Regions from separate parts of the Hordeum vulgare genome. Here regions 1 and 3 are each linked to region 2. Evidence: chromatin contacts called from public Hi-C data. All regions are on one chromosome and are shown on one strand. The core of a region is the stretch at or near the end of the contact, and the rest is flanking DNA. Distances in the headings are between cores, read along the strand shown. Region 1 holds the start of LOC123399829 (nuclear pore complex protein NUP93A-like). Region 2 holds the start of LOC123452630 (protein spotted leaf 11). Region 3 holds the start of LOC123395310 (heat shock cognate 70 kDa protein 2-like).

Evidence for each region. A called contact is a pair of places that touch in the nucleus more often than the background predicts.
Region 1: a contact with region 2 is called in a Hi-C map of leaf, with 8 times the contacts expected there. The contact joins the promoter of LOC123399829 here to the promoter of LOC123452630 in region 2. A contact is called at or near these places in 5 of 6 Hi-C or Micro-C datasets (leaf and seedling) and 1 of 1 datasets of contacts at active chromatin or transcription factors (embryo).
Region 3: a Hi-C map of seedling shows a contact between it and region 2, with 5 times the contacts expected there. The contact joins the promoter of LOC123395310 here to the promoter of LOC123452630 in region 2. A contact is called at or near these places in 3 of 6 Hi-C or Micro-C datasets (leaf and seedling) and 1 of 1 datasets of contacts at active chromatin or transcription factors (embryo).

The regions. Positions count from the first base shown.
Region 1 is chr5H:91,135,644-91,138,392 of MorexV3_pseudomolecules_assembly, reverse strand. It overlaps LOC123399829 (nuclear pore complex protein NUP93A-like), which reads left to right and starts at 1,367. Exons shown (of 15, transcript XM_045094208.1): 1 at 1,367-1,580; 2 at 1,692-1,783; 3 at 1,918-1,984; 4 at 2,678-2,737. The coding sequence starts at 1,458.
Region 2 is chr5H:91,493,228-91,496,339 of MorexV3_pseudomolecules_assembly, reverse strand. It overlaps LOC123452630 (protein spotted leaf 11), which reads right to left and starts at 1,272. Exons shown (of 5, transcript XR_006632625.1): 1 at 852-1,272.
Region 3 is chr5H:91,780,137-91,783,311 of MorexV3_pseudomolecules_assembly, reverse strand. It overlaps LOC123395310 (heat shock cognate 70 kDa protein 2-like), which reads left to right and starts at 1,505. Exons shown (of 2, transcript XM_045090294.1): 1 at 1,505-1,837. The coding sequence starts at 1,624. LOC123400511 (a small nucleolar RNA gene) reads left to right here and starts at 2,995; the gene lies at 2,995-3,078. LOC123400508 (a small nucleolar RNA gene) reads left to right here and starts at 2,820; the gene lies at 2,820-2,906.

The DNA.
Region 1 (2,749 bases), core at 118-2,617, 360 kb after region 2:
GAAAAATAACTCTATAATAAAAATATCGCGACTTTGGACCACCAACCAAGCAAACACACAGTTATGCCAAAAATGCAAACAAGTGTCCCTTTTTTATAAATGAGGCATTGAGTTCCAGTAGCATTAGCACATGTGTATTTTTCTTGTATAGGAATAACCTTTTCTCACTTTTATTTGTACTTTTATTACTTTTTAACACGAGTTTATTTTTTATGTGTAGAAAGGGTGTTTTCTCATTTTTGTCAGTCTTTTTGTTTGCATTTTTGGCATAACTATGTGTTTGCTTGCTTGGTGGTCCAAAGTCACGATAGTTTTATTATAGAGTTATTTTTTATAGTTCAAAGTAATTTATAATAATAATTAAAGATAAAAAATTAGGGTCATGCGTAGCTACCATCATGGATAGCAAATTATTTCTGAACTAAATATAGTAATAGATAAAAAGATAAAGAAATCCAAGCACTGAACATTTATAGTATACATTGAACATTTTCGTAATATACAATGAACATTTCTTAAATAGACATTGAATCTTTTGTGATATACGCTGAACAATTTGAGAAAACAAATGGAACCATTTTGTGATATACGTCGTACAATTTGGAAATACATATTAAACATTTGTCAATACAATAAATAATTTGAAAATACACATTGAACATTTTCGTAATATACAATGAACATTTCTTAAATACACATTGAACCTTTTTTTGACATACGTTGAACAATTTGAAAAAACACATGGAACCATTTTGCGATATATGCTGAACAATTTGAAAATAGACATTGAACATTTGTCATTTACATTAAATAATTTGGAAATACAGATTAAACATTTAGTAATATACATTAAACATATTTTAAATGCACAATAAACATTTTGCTAATGTACAGTGAATCTTTTGTTAAATATACAATGAACATTTTTGTAATCCACGATGAACTCTTATATAATACACAAAAATAAAAAGAAAAAGTACAAAATAAATACAAGAAACACAAATTATTCATCAAAACATTTCCTCATAATGCAAAAATAAACGACAAAACATTTCCTTATAAAGTATTAATGGACGAAAAATGAAAAAAAGAAAAGAGAAAGAAAATAAAGAAAAGAAAGAAAAAGATAAAACCAGAAAAAAAGAACATGAAATAACCAGAGAGTAAAACAAAACAAAAAAGGCAACTGAAGAAAACACAACAAAACAATTGAAAAACCAGACAAAACATTGAGAAAATCGAAAGAAAAAACCACAGAAAAAAACACACAGGAAACGGCGGACGAGCAAAACACAATGCCGTACGTGGGCCGGCCCAACCGGACGGTCGCCTCAGCGAAGGCTCAACATTCTGACGCTAACGAGCGTCCAATAGGGTTCGCCAGTCCAAAACCCCCAGTTCGAGCGCGGCGCCGGAGCACAGATAGCTCCCCGTGAACACCTCCATCTACGGCGGCGATGGCCGGCGTCGGAGCCGATGGCGGAGGAGATACGGAGATGGGCGGCTGGTCAGAGCTTCTCAACACCTCCACCAAGCTCCTCGAGCAGGCCGCCCTCACCCCTCACTTCCCTGCCCTCCAGGTGATGCATCGCGCTCTTCCTTGCCCTCCTCGCCCGCATCTATCTCTTGCCGCGCCCGAGCCTCCCTTGCTTTTTTCCGCCTGATGGGTTCGTTGTTGTTGGCCCGCGCAGAGGAACCTGGACCAGCTCGAGGTGCTCTCCACCAAGCTCAAGGCCAAGACGATCCGCGCCGAGGCGCCGTCACAGTCGCTCTCCGCCACCAGGTTGCTCTCCTGGACCCCTTTAGTTAACTCTGAGAGAGCCTCTCTGCCCATCTCCCCGTCGTGTTTCGTTCGAATCAGGATTGCCGCTTCTGGTGTTTTGGATTGGACTTAGGGTTTCGGCTGTGCATCTGCAGGTTGCTGGCGCGCGAGGGGATCAATGCTGAGCAGCTCACCAGAGACCTCAAGTCATTCGAACTCAAGGTGATTAGCTTGTAAACCTGGAAAATGCATGCAGGGTTCATTTCAGAGAATGCTATATAGATAATCTTATGTGTCGGTCGTTTAGACGAGGCAGTTGATTTTCGTAGTCTTGACATTTTGTGCTGCACTCTTTTTTCTTTCATCCATAGCCGACTATCGGGGCTCTTCACTTGTTTTTTTCGATTAGCAGTATTAATAACTTCCTTACTTCACGAAGAGGCAGAACTCGTGCTGGTTGCCTGAAAGAAAAGAATAACATGAATAACGTCACCTTCTTAGCTTCTTACATAAGATCCTAGTTTAACTTTTAGACACACATTCCCTAGTCTTTTTTTGAGCTTGTAATCCACTTTATTAATACACACTCCCTATGTCTGGAGGCTGCAAATCACTCGCTTATCTGAAACAATGTTTTCTAGTCTCAGTTGAGGCAATGTAGTGTTTTCATGTAAAGTTTCCTACTCAAAGTCAGAAAATATTGTTGTGAGTGGTCAAGTCAGATTTTACTACTTATCATAGTGTAACAATCTTTCGCCACCAATTAGGCCAGCACGTATTACCTCAATATTGTTTTCTACCCTGTTGGTCAATGTATATATCCGCTTGCTTGTTACTGTACATCTACAGCTCTTGAATATCACTCAGGCAACATGTTATCAGTATACATCATAGTGGCATTTTTTTTAATTGTAGACCACCTTTGAGGATGTTTTTCCATCGGAAGCAACTTCTGTCGAGGAATACCTGCAACAGGTGAACACCTTT
Region 2 (3,112 bases), core at 23-2,522:
ATCCTATTTTTCTTTATGAAACACTAGTTTCTTGGATAGCTCTAGATTAAGGATTCGAGATAGGAACATGTCCGGCGAGAAGGAGAACAAACAAAAACGGATAGTCAAAATACGATGGGGCATATTTATCAAATCCATCTTTGCACTTAAGGGCACTTAAGCCATTAATTACATAAACCCAATCAAGGACTTAAGGCATGAATGGTTGACCTTTCAAAAAGCAAAGGAACAGCCAAATGACCACAACCGAGGGAGGAACCAGTCCAAGCATTTAAGCCATAGTTTTGAGAAAGTTAATATACTTGGTCCGTAATCCATGGAAAATCCAGCTCATACCTCGCTGTAATGGACAACTGCTATCCTAGCGAGAGATTTCACACCAAAATGTATCGATCTTGACAAACTACAAATTTCTGGTATAAACTATATCAGGACAGATTTTAGCGAACAGAAAAGAACAATCAACTGAAATGAAATACCATGATCATCCTAAGACAGCACTTCAGATAAAAAGGAATACAATGAGCTCAGGAAGTGGAACAGCAGAGGTTCACACAATGGAATTAGATGCTACTCGTTAGCCAATCAAGGCCACAAACAATATGCAGATCAGAATAACAATTTCGATCCAAGGATCAGAAGCCCCATGTTTCCTTTTATCATAGAATAATACTAAAGCTAACTGGTTATTTTAGATGACATAGCCAAGGTTAAAGCCGCGCTTTTCCATGTAAAATATCAAGAATACTAGCGAATCATGAATCTAATTCGCCCACGGGGGCATCCGAGGACCAGGAATCTGACGAAATCAGGAACCGCTCCCGCGTGGGTAGGTAGTAAAAGGGACGTACCAAAGAGATCCTGCTGCCCTCGCGGCCGAGCTTTAGCAGCTCGAGCGCCTTCTCCAGCGCGTCGGCGAGCGTCGCCAGCGCCCGCTCCTCCTCCTCCCCCGCGGGGCGCCGGCGCTCGCGGAGCTCCTCGGCGAAGGGACCGAGGAGGCGAATCCGGCGGGACAGCGCCAGCAGCTGCCGCCGGTACGCGTTCCGGAACTCCCCGGGCGCCGCCACGGCCTCCACCGCGGCGGCGACCCGCTCCGCAGCCGGCGCCGGGGACTCCCGCTCCGCCTCCTCTTGGTCGCCGGCCATGACGCGGGAGAAGCAGCAGCAGCCGGCCGCGTGGGGATAGGCTGGCGCTAGTGGCACCCGGCGGTAAATTACGGGGCAGAGCGGTCGCTTGGTGGCGCTGGCTGCTTCATCTTCATCTTATGGGTCGTCGGGGCGGTCAGCGCGTTGGGCTGGCCGGGTCGTCTTCGTCCACCCTTTCTACACGGCAGATTTTTCCAAACGTCATTTCGGGTATACTTGGTGCAGGTGCACTGGCTGCCAATACTAACCAAGCGGACCGGCGACTGTTATGGACTATTTTTTCCGTGGAAAAAACAAACTTTACGGAAATTGTATATGCTGTGTTGTTGCGTATCGGTGTGGCGATTGGTTACGTGGACTTATTTTGATTGAAGAAATTCTCACGAGTGTGATATTATAGCCCAACGTCATGTTATAACGCGGAGTCGTTGCTTTATATGCAGTGACAGAGCTTAGTATAGACCAACAAGGATCATCCCCCCCCCCTTAATTTTTTACATCCATATAAGAACATGCTATATTTTAGACCTAATTAGTGTTTAAACTATATATTAGTCCCCCTTCTCTACTAATTTGGTTTTTTTTGGATAATGGCCCCCTCTTGTATCATGTTGAAGCTTCGCCACTCCTTATATGCTTCTAGGATGTGTTTGGTATCAGGATGAGGTGGAATCGGACGGGTTGGTTCCATCCCTAGCAGCCATTCTGGTGTTTAGTTGGGTTAGGAATCGGAATTGGGTCATCCGCATGCAGGAAATATTCCCTTCACATGCTTCATCAAGTGATTCCGCCGATTTGGATGAACCAACTCGTTATTCGTACATGAAAGCAAGGAAAAAAGAAATAACCAAGCAATTCTCACCGCGCTCACCCCCGCATCCGAACAAAAGTTTTCGTTGTTATTTTTTTTGTGGTTATTTTTTTCATTTTCGTGATTATTTTTTTCGTGGTTATTTTTTCATTTTCGTGATTATTTTTCGTAAATATTTGGTATGTACTCATGATCATATATTTTTATTTGCATGTGTTGAAAATAGAATGAAAATGTTGCTGAAAATTTAAATTATAGGCTTATCAAATGCAAAGAACTATATTTGTTCAGAGATGTAATCTCACCATTTACAGATTCTTCTCATTTCATCTCTCCAACTAAACACCGGGACGGAACCAACCCATGACATTTTTTATCATCAACTGAACACAAGGATGGAACCAATCCATGATTTTGGAATGGAACAATAACATTCCATGACTTTTGGTCCTCAAACCAAACACACCCTAATGTGGGAATCAAACAAGTCATCGTGGTGACATGTTATATTTGATGGATTAGGCGCACTTCTCTAGTCAGATTTGTGCGTCACTGATTATTGCAATCGCTGCTAACTTGGTAAAGAAGATTCATGTGTTACCTGAAAATGAGAGGAGATGGATTAAATCGAAACTTCATTTTGTTAGATTGAATGTAGACGCATCATTCCACGCCGGGGAAGGGGCGGGGTACTGACGCGTAGTTTTGAGAGATATCAAAGAAAACTTTATTGTTGCAAGATGTGTCTATTACCCGTACGTTGCACATGATGTTACAGTTGAAGCTTTTGTGATGAGGTCTGAATCATGTTATCTATTTCCTCCGTACCTAAATACTTGTAGTTGGGGAGAACTAGACTAGTTCTCTCCAACTACAAGTATTTAGGAGTCTAGTTCTTCCCAACTACAAGTATTTAGGTATGCAGGGAGTAGTTTTGTACATGTCAAAGCTGTGACAGCCCGAGACCGACGTTCCAGAAGATTCCCCCTTTATTTCCGTTTCCGCCGTGTGATTAGTTTTGTTGGTTGCATCATCGTTTAGTTTGCATCGTCGCATCATGCATGGCATCTTGCATCGTCTGTCACGTGTGGTGTTTTGAGTGTTGTGCTTCGAGTGATTACCGAGTCGTAGTGCGATGGAAACTCCCCCTCTCTCC
Region 3 (3,175 bases), core at 256-2,755, 290 kb before region 2:
GAAGACTTGAATGTAATTGTAGACAACTCAACAACCAAAAGATATGCTTCTCATTGGCTTATAAAAAACATCCCAAAACTATGAGGGGAAAACCCGTCACTAACGAAAATATGATGCTTGAGAGCAACAAAATAGAGGATAACATTTTTCCATAGAGGGAATAAAGAGAAACTTGGATTATCTTGAGATGTTCGATGTTTGTCTGTCGTACAAAATCACGCCCACTAAAGATATGACAGTCAAGCGCACTAACATCGGTGGGTAGGTATACCACAAGTCGAGGTGACACGAGCTGCCACACGCATAATCTCATGTACACATTGTGTATATGGGACTAGCTATTTTTGTTTTCTCCGATGCAACGACACACACATGTTCCCTAGTACACTATAATACAAATAGCGAGTGTGGAATAGTGAGGGTATGGTGTGAAGAATTGTCCGTAGGCAATCAACTAAGCTACTAATTCAATTATCGTCAGTTATATGCATGAGAGGGCTCTCCTAACATGCTCTTCTTTACTTAGAATTTTATGTACTTATGATTGAAACTATTAGCAACCATCCACGACTAATAACAAATTGGAAAAAAGAAAAGTCCCTAGTAGTTTTTTCTATGTGCTTCACAATCGGTGCTATGAGGCCCAAGGTGTGCTGTTGATATTCATGACCATTATTTTGTAGACCGGTGCAACTGTGACATGTTGCAACACAAGATCCTTCGCGAGAGCGAGGGCTTCTCAACATGAAAGAGCCTTGAGGATTGTAAGATATGGCAAACCCTGATAAACAAGAGCCGACAAAACTACATATGAGCCATCATTATACAACCGATATAAAGCTCCTCTACATGTTCTTGTCAATCGCATCATCAACATTCATTTTATGACAATTGGTGATAGTGAAATCCAAGTCCGGGTTACATCAGGTGCGTGCACCCGCGGTCTAGCCTTAGACTTTGGTATTGCATTTTTAAGAATGGACATGTAACGAATTATGAACATATGTATAAACATTAGACTTTGATGTTTGCCTCCGTCTAGATCACCCACGAAGTCACTAATAAAGAACAATGGACATGATAGGAAGTGGGTGACATAGTTTACGCGTATTGGGTTGCAACAACCAAAAGTAACAGATTTGTATCAGAAACGATCAGCGAAAAAATGAGCCACGCGGTCCAACGACTGAGTACGTGCGCTCACTACATTATTTTAAAACTGTTAACAAACAGGGCAGTCTTTTGCCAAGATTGATCAGATTCCTTCTACCCATATGCAAGCAACTCTTTTGCCGAAAGTGTCAAAACTAGCCGTTTGAACATCCCAAATCGAGATTCTTCGCAAAAATAAAAAAATATAAGCATCCCAAACAGGAAGGCGTCCGCGGAAACGACACCCTGTGCGCCATCAGCGGCAGGATCAGATCTGAACGGCTCTAATATCCCGACCCGCAGCCCAGGAACCTTCTAGAGCCCCTCTCCCGTCCTACAAAATCCCCGGTTCCGCCCCCTCTACTCTTCCTCTTCAAACCCTAGTCCTCCCTCCCTCCTCAACACGCCGCCGCTCCCCCTCCTCCGGAAGAAAAACCCTAGAGAGCTTTCAAGCTCCCCGGAGCGCGAGAGATGGCGGCGAAGGGCGATGGGCCGGCTATCGGCATCGACCTCGGCACGACGTACTCGTGCGTCGGCGTGTGGCAGCACGACAGAGTCGAAATCATCGCCAATGACCAGGGCAACCGCACCACGCCGTCGTACGTGGCCTTCACCGACTCCGAGCGCCTCATCGGTGACGCCGCCAAGAACCAGGTGGCGATGAACCCCATCAACACCGTCTTCGGTGAGCGCCTATTTGCTTTTGCATCCGTTGCACGCTCAGATCTGTCTACTATCTTCATAAAATGATTAGTAGTCTACCTCGATCTGCTCCGTTTAGTCTGTTTTATTATCATTCGCATGGGTTCTAGCTTGATATGTTATTGGTCCTGTATCTTGATCGCTTAGATCCGTGGTAGCTGTAGAGGTTTCTGTGCTGGCAACGGTTAGTTAGTAGAGGTAGCTGTTAGTGGTTGGTGTGAATGTTTCAGATCTGTTATAGTTAGTATACATTGCTTTCTCGGTTGATCTTGTTAGTCATTTGGTGTCACTTAGATCTATTTGTTTAAAGCAGATCTGTACAGTCTGTTATTTTACACTTCCATCGACACAGTTTAGAGGAATGATACATATTAGACATGTATTATTAATGTCATTATAGAGTTTGATTTCTTTGTCTTGCCAAGTGCTTTTGGTTTGACATGTTTTAAATCTACATTGTCTTGGTTGATTTATGCCTGGTTGTTAGAATACTAATACCAGAGTATCGATGTTCTGATTCTTTAACAAATCCCACTTGGTTGTATGATATACTTGTTGTTCACTGTGCACTTCATTGATTCTCATTCTTAAACTGCATGCTAGGATTCTGTGCCAATCTTTGTTGTTTTATCTTATCAATTAGTTATTATTGGTGTTTCTGTTTTATTTCTGGAGCTAGCAGATTGATGATGAAATAAAATCCAAGCGCTCTTCTGCTGAATTTATGATGGATGGCTCTGGGCTATTAAGTTTGCTACCTCATTTTGTGAAGCGGAATTGGGGTGAATCCCTCCTTTTTTGCCCGTCTAATTTTAGATGTGTCAAAATAGGGCAGCAAGCTGAATGTGCCCATGGTTTTCATGGTTTTCAATCTGAACAATCTGTGGCTCAATCACTCATTCCTTTTTTTTTTGCTACTTATGGGATTTTGATGTGGAGTTCATTTTGTCTGGTTTATTCTTGATGGGAGAAGTGATGATATCATAACCATACCACATTTCTGCATTCACTGTGATGATCAATTTACATCATGCACTACCATCTGATCTCCCATTGCTATTTTTACTGTTGAGATATTTTCATATGATTAAACTTTTTAATTCTGAAGCCAAATTCAATGATAAACCTGTTTTATTGCTGTGCAATCTGTGATGCAAACAATCCCATTTGCTGAATCACTGTGATTATTATCAACAAGATCACCATCTTTTGGCTGAGATTGCATGGCAAGTTCATGTTAATTTGTTTGATGCAATGTTTAAACTCTTGAATTCTGAAAGCCGAATTCAATGCTAAATCTGTTTTGTTGCTGTGAAACATG